Regions from separate parts of the Zea mays genome. Here region 1 is linked to region 2. Evidence: chromatin contacts called from public Hi-C data. All regions are on one chromosome and are shown on one strand. The core of a region is the stretch at or near the end of the contact, and the rest is flanking DNA. Distances in the headings are between cores, read along the strand shown. Region 1 holds the start of LOC100284630 (copper-transporting ATPase PAA1). Region 2 holds the start of LOC103639004 (proline-rich receptor-like protein kinase PERK2).

Evidence for each region. Hi-C and Micro-C count contacts between places; a contact is called where the count stands out from the background.
Region 1: a contact with region 2 is called in a Hi-C map of leaf, with 7 times the contacts expected there. The contact joins the promoter of LOC100284630 here to the promoter of LOC103639004 in region 2. A contact is called at or near these places in 4 of 25 Hi-C or Micro-C datasets (bundle sheath, ear, leaf and 1 more).

The regions. Positions count from the first base shown.
Region 1 is chr9:125,646,355-125,651,197 of Zm-B73-REFERENCE-NAM-5.0, reverse strand. It overlaps LOC100284630 (copper-transporting ATPase PAA1), which reads left to right and starts at 1,794. Exons shown (of 4, transcript NM_001157525.2): 1 at 1,794-2,174; 2 at 2,281-2,334; 3 at 2,705-2,858; 4 at 2,998-3,329. The coding sequence starts at 1,872. The coding sequence ends at 3,029.
Region 2 is chr9:125,389,403-125,394,019 of Zm-B73-REFERENCE-NAM-5.0, reverse strand. LOC103639004 (proline-rich receptor-like protein kinase PERK2) reads right to left here and starts at 2,074. Exons shown (of 1, transcript XM_008661783.3): 1 at 503-2,074. The coding sequence starts at 1,617. The coding sequence ends at 799.

The DNA of each region.
Region 1 (4,843 bases), core at 545-3,044, 260 kb before region 2:
GAGAAGGCCTGCGACTCTTTACGGAGTTACTCGACCGTGGTGCTTGGCCCTTGCGTGGGCTACCCTTTGTGTAGGGGCACCAACGAGGATTAGTTGGGAACTTGCGCGGTTCCGGATACCTCTGTAAAAATACTAGCATCATCCACGAGAGTTTGCAATCTCTACCTTTGCTCTTTAGATTCCGCATTTACTTTAAGTACTTAAGTTTCAATCTCTCTTTCCTAGTTTAGAATATATATATATATATATATATATATATGATTGGAACTTAGGTTGCATAACTCTTTTGCGGTAGAGATAGCAACACTTAAACAAAACCTAGATTGCACGTTCTTGTTTAGTTATTTTGAAAGGGAAATAGGCTTAAACATTTACTATAATCGATTTTGGTGTTTGACGTCCATCATAAACCACGTGGACTAACTAGTTTGCCTAGTTGTCATTTATCTCAGGTGCATAAAGTACAACACAATCCAATAAAGAAAATAAGTTGGAGAACTCTACATAGTTTAGAGCAAATAGAAGCATTGGTGATGCCAGTGGCGCACCGGACACTGTCCGGTGCCCAGGCCAAGGCACCCACGAACTGGCCGCTCTCTGGTTTTTCCTAGAGTCACTCCGCTATAATTCACCGGACTGTCTGATGTGCACCGGACATGTCCAGCGAGCCAACAGAGCAACGGTCAACTGCGCCCAACGGTCGACTGCGGTGAACAGTGAACAGTGCAGAAGCAGAACGCACCGGACTGTCCGGTGCCGCAAGAAGACAAAGTACTTCAACGGTCAACTGCTCCAAACCCCAACGGTCGGCTGACGTGGCACACACCGGATAATGAACAGTGTGTTTCAGGTACATAGGTTAACTTTCGGACTGAGAAAGTGTGTTTCAGGTACAACACAAAGAATCAACGAAGCAGATTTAAAACCAGAAATGAGAAGGTATGGAACTTCGGCTATGCACAGGCGTTGCAAAGGCGTGTACCAGCTTCGTCGCCGAAGGCCTTGATGTACAAAGCACAAAAGAAGAGGCTCGATACTTGTTTCTCCATATAAATTTGAAATTTAACTTATACGTGGAGAAAAAGACAAATATCAATATTTATCTTTTTGTTTTTCTATGTAAAAGTTGAATTTTAAGTTCATATTTTTAGACTGATTGAGGACATCGTAACTTAAGTTAGAAAAATATGTGAAAATTATGATTATTATTTTATATTTAGTTTTGTATCATTAAAGCTATTACATTATATGATTTTTAACCTATCAAAATAATTATAAAAACCATAATATTTTTTTTCTATGGAAGACAAATTTTGTTAAGAGGTAGCTTGAATCAACTCAAATATGTGGAGAGGTAAATTAAACTAAAATATAGTTAAGGGGTTATATGTACATTGCCCATAAGTGAGGGAGTAATTTAGACTTTTTTATTTATATTATGAATGTCATTACTTGTATAAGAGGTATTTGGTTTATAGTGACTAATTTTTAGTTCCTCCATTTTATTGTATTTTAGTTTCTAAATTGTCAAATGTGGAAACTAAAATTCTATTATAGTTTACGTATTTAATAATTTAAAAACTAAAATGTAATACAATGAAGGACTAAAAATTAGTCCCTTTAAACGAAACGTCCCCTATGTCTAGACAAAATTTTAAAAATGTATTTTTTGTGCAATGGAGAAAAAATTCGTACGGTCTGATGGCAGGAACACGTGAAGCAGGAGCGCACGACTGCCACGGGCCCACGGCAACTCTGGTCTGCAAAAGGCCAGCGAGCAAATCGAATCCGTTGGACTTGGACATAACGCAACGCCCGCCGCGAAAAGCACTACCGGCCTGTGCTGCTGTGGTAGTTAGTTTCAAGCAGCAATGGAAGCCGTGGTGGCCACGACGACAACGAGGGTGTCCTTCCCTCTGCTGCCCACCGCGGGGAGGCCCCTGCTCCCGCCGGTCCTGGCGCGGCCCCGCCGCGGCTTCGCCTCCGTCTCCGCCACCTCCACATCCGGCGCAGGCGGCGGCGGGGGGCGCTCATCTGCAGGCGGCTGCGGCGGCGACGGTGGAGGGGACGACTCCGGTGCCGGCGCAGCCGCGGCCGCCGCGGCTGTGGCGGCTCTGGGTGAGTCCGAGCAGCAGGAGGACGGCGACTCTGACGCAATCGTGCTCCATGTCGGGGTAACGCTCGTTCCCGTGTCTGAACCTTGACGCTACGATTTTGTTCCGATTGATAGCCGCCGGTATGAGCTGCTGTGCTGCCTGCTGCGTGCGTGCGTGCGTGCAGGGAATGACGTGCGGCGGATGTGCGGACAAGGTGAAGCGAATTCTGGAGAGCCAGGTCCGTTAAGAGTTAGCACTAGCAGCAGTGCAAAGCTTGCAACTCTGCTTCCTCTCATATCGTCTCTCCATTTGGCCCTTGGCGTCGGTTCTGGAAACAGATTCAAAATCGGATACACTAGACTCACAAATCTTATGGTCTAGTCTGTTAAATTTGCAAACAAATTATCTGCTGCGAATGACACGACTGTAAAATCAGCACTTGCATACGCAGTTGCTTTCGGTTCTTATTAGCCAAGCCAATTTGTACCTGGCATGTTTTGCACTGTACAGTATGCTGCTTCTGTGTGTGACACCTCCAAGTGCCGCCATCACCTTGCATCAAGTTATACCACCATGTAACCGAAGTTTATTTGGATTATTTTTGGCAGCCTGAGGTTGCTGCAGCTACAGTTGATGTCGAAAAGGCCACCGCTATTGTGTGGACGACACCTGAAGCGAAGGCTACCAAAGACTGGCAAAAACAATTGGCCGAGAAACTTGCCAACCATCTCACCTCTTGCGGGTTCCAGTCTCATCTGCAAGGTGTGAAGGGTACATTTGTTTCATCATTCAATCCATTCATACAAACGCATAATTAAAGTTGCACCGATTGAGATGTTCTTGTCAACTGAAGCATGTCACCTTCCCAATTGATCTTTGTTTTCTTTGTTATTTTTTTCAGACGAAGGCGAGGCTGAACAAACTGATGCTTAACCTCAGCAGTGCATTACGTATGTATGACTATGAGTGGCCAGGAAGTTTTAGCATGGAGGGTCCTTGCATGAAGCAATGTCTCCCACTTCAGAAGTTGTTACATGCGGGTCTACGATGTACTTCTTTTATTTATTTGTCGCAGTTTAGTTCAAAAATGAACTCGCAGGAAGTTTTTATGCCGTTATATTGTTGTTAAGGACTTGTGGTTGAACTTCGAAACAGCTGAACTGTTGAGTATCGAAGGCGAACTAGCGATAAAATAAAATGATGAAGTATCGTACAAGCTTACTCCTACAGAAACGTTTGGAAAGATTTTGAGGGCCTGTTTGGTAAATGTTTCTTAAAACCATGATTTTACAATACTACACTTGCAATTGCAATTGTCATGACAATATTATAGTTTTAGTCAGCTACAAAACTAATAGCTATTATTTAGATACAACATTGTAGTTTATGGTATTTAGATAAAAGCTAGGCATACTATTCAAACTTTAAGTTGGAGCCGAGTCTTCAATACTCCAAAGATACTATGGTATCTAAAATACCATGATTTTAAAAATACAATTTACAGAAACACAATTAAACATCTTATTGTATAAAGTACTATAATATTCATATAAACCATTGTATTGTCTAAAAACTATAAAAATATTTTACTTCTAAGTAGGTCTTGAGTTTGTTTGGTTCTGCTGAAATAAAAATATTAGCCATGAAAAACTGTTATGAACTAAAATATAGACATACATATTTCTGTTCACCTTCGAATGAATGATAATGAATATAGATATACATACAAACTATATTTATAGGTTAATTGATAAATATATATTTAGTCTAAAACGAATTATATTTAGAATATAGAGAGTATTATTGTAGACTGTATCATGAAAAAGTTATAAATTATCCATCATGGCCTTGAGCTTCTCCTTAGAAGGGGATCGTGGTGAGGTTATCATGCAAGGTTCACTAAACTATGAGCGGAATGTGTTTTCTTCATATGGCTAATGGCTCAAAGACCTATGTACTGTGTGACCAAGTTCCTAAAACTCTAGACCATCAACTAGTCTCTTGTGTCTTTTCAAGGCAGTTCCGGTTCTTTTTCCTTAGCTGGATTGGCCTGATAGTCTTCTTCCTCTCTTCCTTTACTCATGCAAAAAAAATCTCAACTCTATTGTTATTCTAGGAGCCTGGACCTTATGGAGACATAGAAATGATTGCTTATTCAATGGCAAACCTCCACATCTCGGCCGATTTTTTGTTCACGTTTGATTTTGGACGGTTTTAACTAAAGTGATTCTCATAGAAGCGGACTGAAAAGCTAGACATTTGGCAGTCTGCAGCAGTTTCTAATGGCCAGAAGCTGAAACAAACAGGACCATGATTTCTTATTCAATGGCAAATGGCAAACCTCCACGCTTGCTGCTGCCTTATCTGTGTCTAGGAGTCATCTTTGGTATTGGGGTAGGGCAGGAGCTGAGGATGTTCAACTCGTGGAGGCTGCTTCCGACCTAGTTTGAGCGATGATTTTTAGGTCGTTTATTCTTGTTCTTTTTGAATCAGGCGAGTATGTAGCTAGATCTGTTTGAATGGTATGAGTGTGGTCCTATATCGTATTCTTGTTTTGATATCTTCTTCTTTTAATGAACTTAGTCTCAAAATCTAATTTCAAAATCGTCGTCATTGAGATCGTCATTGGGTCCTAGTCGAGTAGTCGTCGAAGATGTTTGTGCGGGGACATTGGGATGGAACACCGGCGTATATAAAGATTATGTGTGTTGAAGACTTACATGAAATGTTACGTTGGAGACATACAT
Region 2 (4,617 bases), core at 825-3,324:
AGTTAAAAATAAAATATTGAACCATAATATTGGAGAGAACGGAGGTAAGTATATACTAATATAACTCCAAGACTGAATCAGCAGAGAGACACATAGCAAAGCAGCCATATCTTTCAGACAGTACGGCATATTTTGCTTCTAGAGCCGAAAGGAAGGAAAAGTTAGAAAGGAGTTGCATCGTTTCATCTCATCTTGACAAGGACACACTTGCTAATAGCGATGGAAGCCGAACAGATTAAGCAGCTACCTAGCTTTCTCCCTATTACAAGTTTCATCACGGCAATTACGCGTGTGTATATGTATACTAACAAAGTGCTCGTGCTCGTACATGGGTATGGTTTTTATTTATAAATATAGAGTATAAAACATGAAGAAATATGTGTCTTATATTGGTTAAGTGGATATGAATATAGGTTTAAAACCAACAATTATGGTTTAAAACCTCATTTATGCATAATTTTAGCTTTTTAATGCGGGGAAGTACCAATAAAATGTCAACATCTGGACGCCAAACAAAATGAGCTTGGAATTAATCAAAGAGAACTCAGATTTATGTATGTACATAATAAGGCATCGCCATATCCCAAAACCAAGAAATGGAAAACTCACAATTATGCAGCTTGCTAAATACTTATAATGCAAAACAGTATAGCAGCAGTGGCCGAAGTAGAATTTGTTGCTTGTGTTTCTCAATCTCTCTCTCTCCATTCTCCACACAAACTCTCTCATGAGCACAGACACGCACGCACACGCTAGCTGAATTACCAGACAGCACGAGAGAGATGGGTTACGTACTAGCTAGTGGCGGCCGTACTTGTCCCCGGTGGCGAAGGAGGAGAAGAAACCATGGCTGCCGCCGCCGCCGCTCCCCGTCTCACCTTCCGCTGCCGCCGCCGGCGGCGGTGGGTCGAAATCATCGAACGGGTTGAAGTTGAACCCTCCCATGGTGACGCCGTGGTGGTAATGATCAGGAACCCCTGATCCGCCTCCGGCCGACGGCGTCGCGCTGCTCTTGGTGAAGAGCGCGAGCGCGTCCACGAGGGAGCTCGTACTACTGGCGCTGGCGGTGGCTAGGGTGGTGTTAGTGGTGGTGGTGCAGGTGCTGGGACCGGGAGGCAGCAGCACGGGGTACTTGAGAGGCGACGGGCGCATGAGGAACGGCGGGGGCCCGCCGAGGAGCCGCGGGCGGACGGTGGGGGGCGGCGCGGGGGCGAAGGGCGGCGCCGGGAAGCCGGTGAACTCCTGCACCATGGCGCGGAAGTTGGAGGTGTCGGTGGTGAGCACCGTGGTGGGCGGGCGGCGGGAGGCCCTCGGGCGCTTCTTGGCCGGCTTCGCGGGCGCTGCTGGGGGGAGTGGCGGCACCGGTGGTGGAGGAGGGGAAGGGGACGACGTGGCCGCCGCGGGGGAAGATGTAGTGGGGAGGAGGCCGTGGAAGGAGGAGTCGAGGTATAGGCTGGGCAGCTGGGAGGAGGAGGAGGACGACGGCGGCGGGAAGAAGAGGCTGCTGCTGCTGCTGTGGTGGTGGTAGTGGGAGGAGGAGAACTCTTGGTCGGCGGCTCCGTCGGTGGTGGGGATGGAGGGAGAGGAGGGGAGGCTATCGCTGGTGGTGGACGCCATGGACGTACCCGGATGGCGCTGGATCGGTGGAGGTGGCGAGGGGGCCGGGCAGGAGATAGAGGAAGGTGTGGAATAGTGGAAGCTCCTGATGATAAAGAGAGGCAGGCACACACAGACACAGGTAGGGTTTGGTGTGCTGGAAGCTCCCTCTGTAGAGAGGGATATGGAGAGATCCTGATACAGTTACTACTTGGGACGATTGCCGGATTGGAGATATATGGGCTGATGATGAACAAGGCAACTAGTGAGGTGCAGTAGCTAATGGATCGTAGAATTTGGGATGGCTACAGTACCGGCTGATGAAAAGCAGTTTTCGATGACTTCCTCCTCAGTACAGGCAGAGCTCATTGGTTTTGTCTTAGCCTTTTGTATATAAGAAAAAAAAACTCGCTTTTGCTTAACTAGCTAGGTAATTTGGATCCATATATATAATAATAAACCCATATATATAAATATCTACATCAAACATTCAGATCCCCTCATGTTTTAGTAAATCACAATTAACCTTTTTGACGATCTCTAGCGCGGTATATATTGGCTGCTTCATCAGTTCATTATTATTAGAAGTAGTTCTCTCACTGTAGCTGCACAGCATCAGTGACGGCGACGACCCGCAGTATACGTACGACGAGCACCGAGCAGCGCCCAGCGGCCACTGTAAAGTTTATCTAACCAGGGCCGGGCCAGAGAAATTTGAGGCCCCGTGCCAAATCTAAAGCAGTGTAATTTATGTTTTTATTAAAAAACCAGTAATAATAATCTGCAAGTTACAGTAATATGTATTGCAATAGAATATCTAAAGAAACATTTCTATTTTATTTGAATAACATCGATCTTTTGGTGAGTTTTAAAGAAAATTTGTACAATATGCTTATATTCGATCTTCTCCAAAGCTTCACTCTCGAGTGCTATTGTGGCTAAATAATACATCTTTTTTTTATCATAGTAGAACACAAATATGAATTTAGTAGCTTTAATTTAGAGAACTTCATTCACGCGGACAGATATGTTAAGATTGTATGAAGATTTATTCTTTAGTGGAGCGCTCGGTAGTTTCGCTTCAGCGCAGCGGTATGGTAGGGAGAAAAATATGTGCTATATATTAACATGTGTAGAAGATCATAAAACTAGAATATATACATCTACTAAGTTTTGAGGCCCTCAATTTTTGGATTGGAGGCCCTGTGAGAGCGCACGGCTCACACGTGCCTTGGCCCGGCCCTGTATCCAACGGGTGGGTGACTTTTCTACACGGTTTATTTTATCGTCAACAAAAATGATTATATATATATATATATATATATATATATATATATATATATATATATATATATATATATATATTCCCTTTTTACGTAATTATGTGCAGTAAGTCAACACACCTATGTGGGACCGGGAAGGGTTGTTCGATTTGGATTAAAGTCAATTGTAAGGACTGCTTCAGTTACCATTTATATAGATAACGATACCGCAAAAACAGTAGAAGCAGGTACGAATTAAAGTCAAGCGATTAAGCGAACATGCTGCTTATTTTGAACTACGTGCTTTGTGTGTCTCGAATACTCGTATCAAATGCACACTACCTGCACGGCCGTACATCCCAAATTGATTGCATGCAATATATGTTGTACTACCAATATATTGATATCACCATTTATAAAAAAAGTAGGTGGTGATATTTCAGATGGAGCAAAAACATTAATACCGGCATAGCAATATATAATATTAGTTTCTGCAGGTAGGACGACATTTGGGCTCTGCTTGCGTGCCCGAAAATTTATTAGTCTACCAGCAATTCTTTTTTTATTATTATTATTTTGGCGGGTCAAGTTAAATAATATCAACGTGCTTTTCTATAGGAAGTCCATCCGAAAATTTAAGATATATTGGGTAACCTTATAAATCGAGGCAAGTACTAGTTGGACTTCTGAAAAAGGGAGGGAGAGAGGGCTAAAATTAAACATTGCTTACATATAAATCAAACTAAATAAAATAAACACACATGCTCCACCATAATTAGTGGATTTTCTAGTAAAACTGATCATAGCAGTGATACCATTATTGTATTCTAGGTATCGTGTTGATATATAAAAAGAAGTGCCAAAACGTACTAGCTACTCCCACAATTTGTTTTTTTAGTAGACGTGTACATAGGTGAGACGTGTAAACGATTCTTATATATTGGTGCACTGAGAAAAGCTAGAAAACGGCTTTTAATTTGGAAGGGATGGGTATATGGGAGTACGCGCCATGCATGCATATATCTGACTGTGTACAAGCGTACTTTGATGAGTTTACTGTTCTAGATCAGGTAGTAAGATCTTAACAGCTCACTGACGTTGTGCATCATCAGCTCGTCGATCTAGGTCGAGCAATCGAGCTACAAAGCTTGGAGCATCTCTAAGGGCATGTACAGTGGAGAGACACCAAAACGGTTCTCTAAGCACAGGAGACAACTAAAAGACTCTATTGTACAATAGAGTGTCTATAAACGTAGTCTATTAATAAATACAGAATTAAATATATTTGTATAGCATCAGATCAATAGAACAGACGACAAATTCGTACAGTAGGAAGTGAGGCGTTTGTTGCTACTTGGTTTACGAGCCAGAGGCGTCTCTTCACGTAGAGACGACTCTAAATTTTTTTTGCAAATAACCCCCTTAAACACCTTAAGAGCCTCCACATTAAACACCACTGTACATGCCCTAAGAGGCTAACAAATAAATGGCGTGTCAAGTCAAATTAATTTTGACTACTCAAAACATCAAAACAACTCTCCAACATACCAATATCTAACTCGTCAAGCTATTCGACTCTCCTGATTTAATTCCCTCGCTAGCCAAACTTGGCTAGCCACTCTGACTAGCCAAACTAGATAGATAGTCATATAGAGTCTAATCTTTATAGAAAGGTAAATAGAGAGTCAAATAGAGAGCAAAAAAATGAAGAGTTATTGGCAGTCGTCAGACATAACACTATTTCCGACCTCTAATGTCT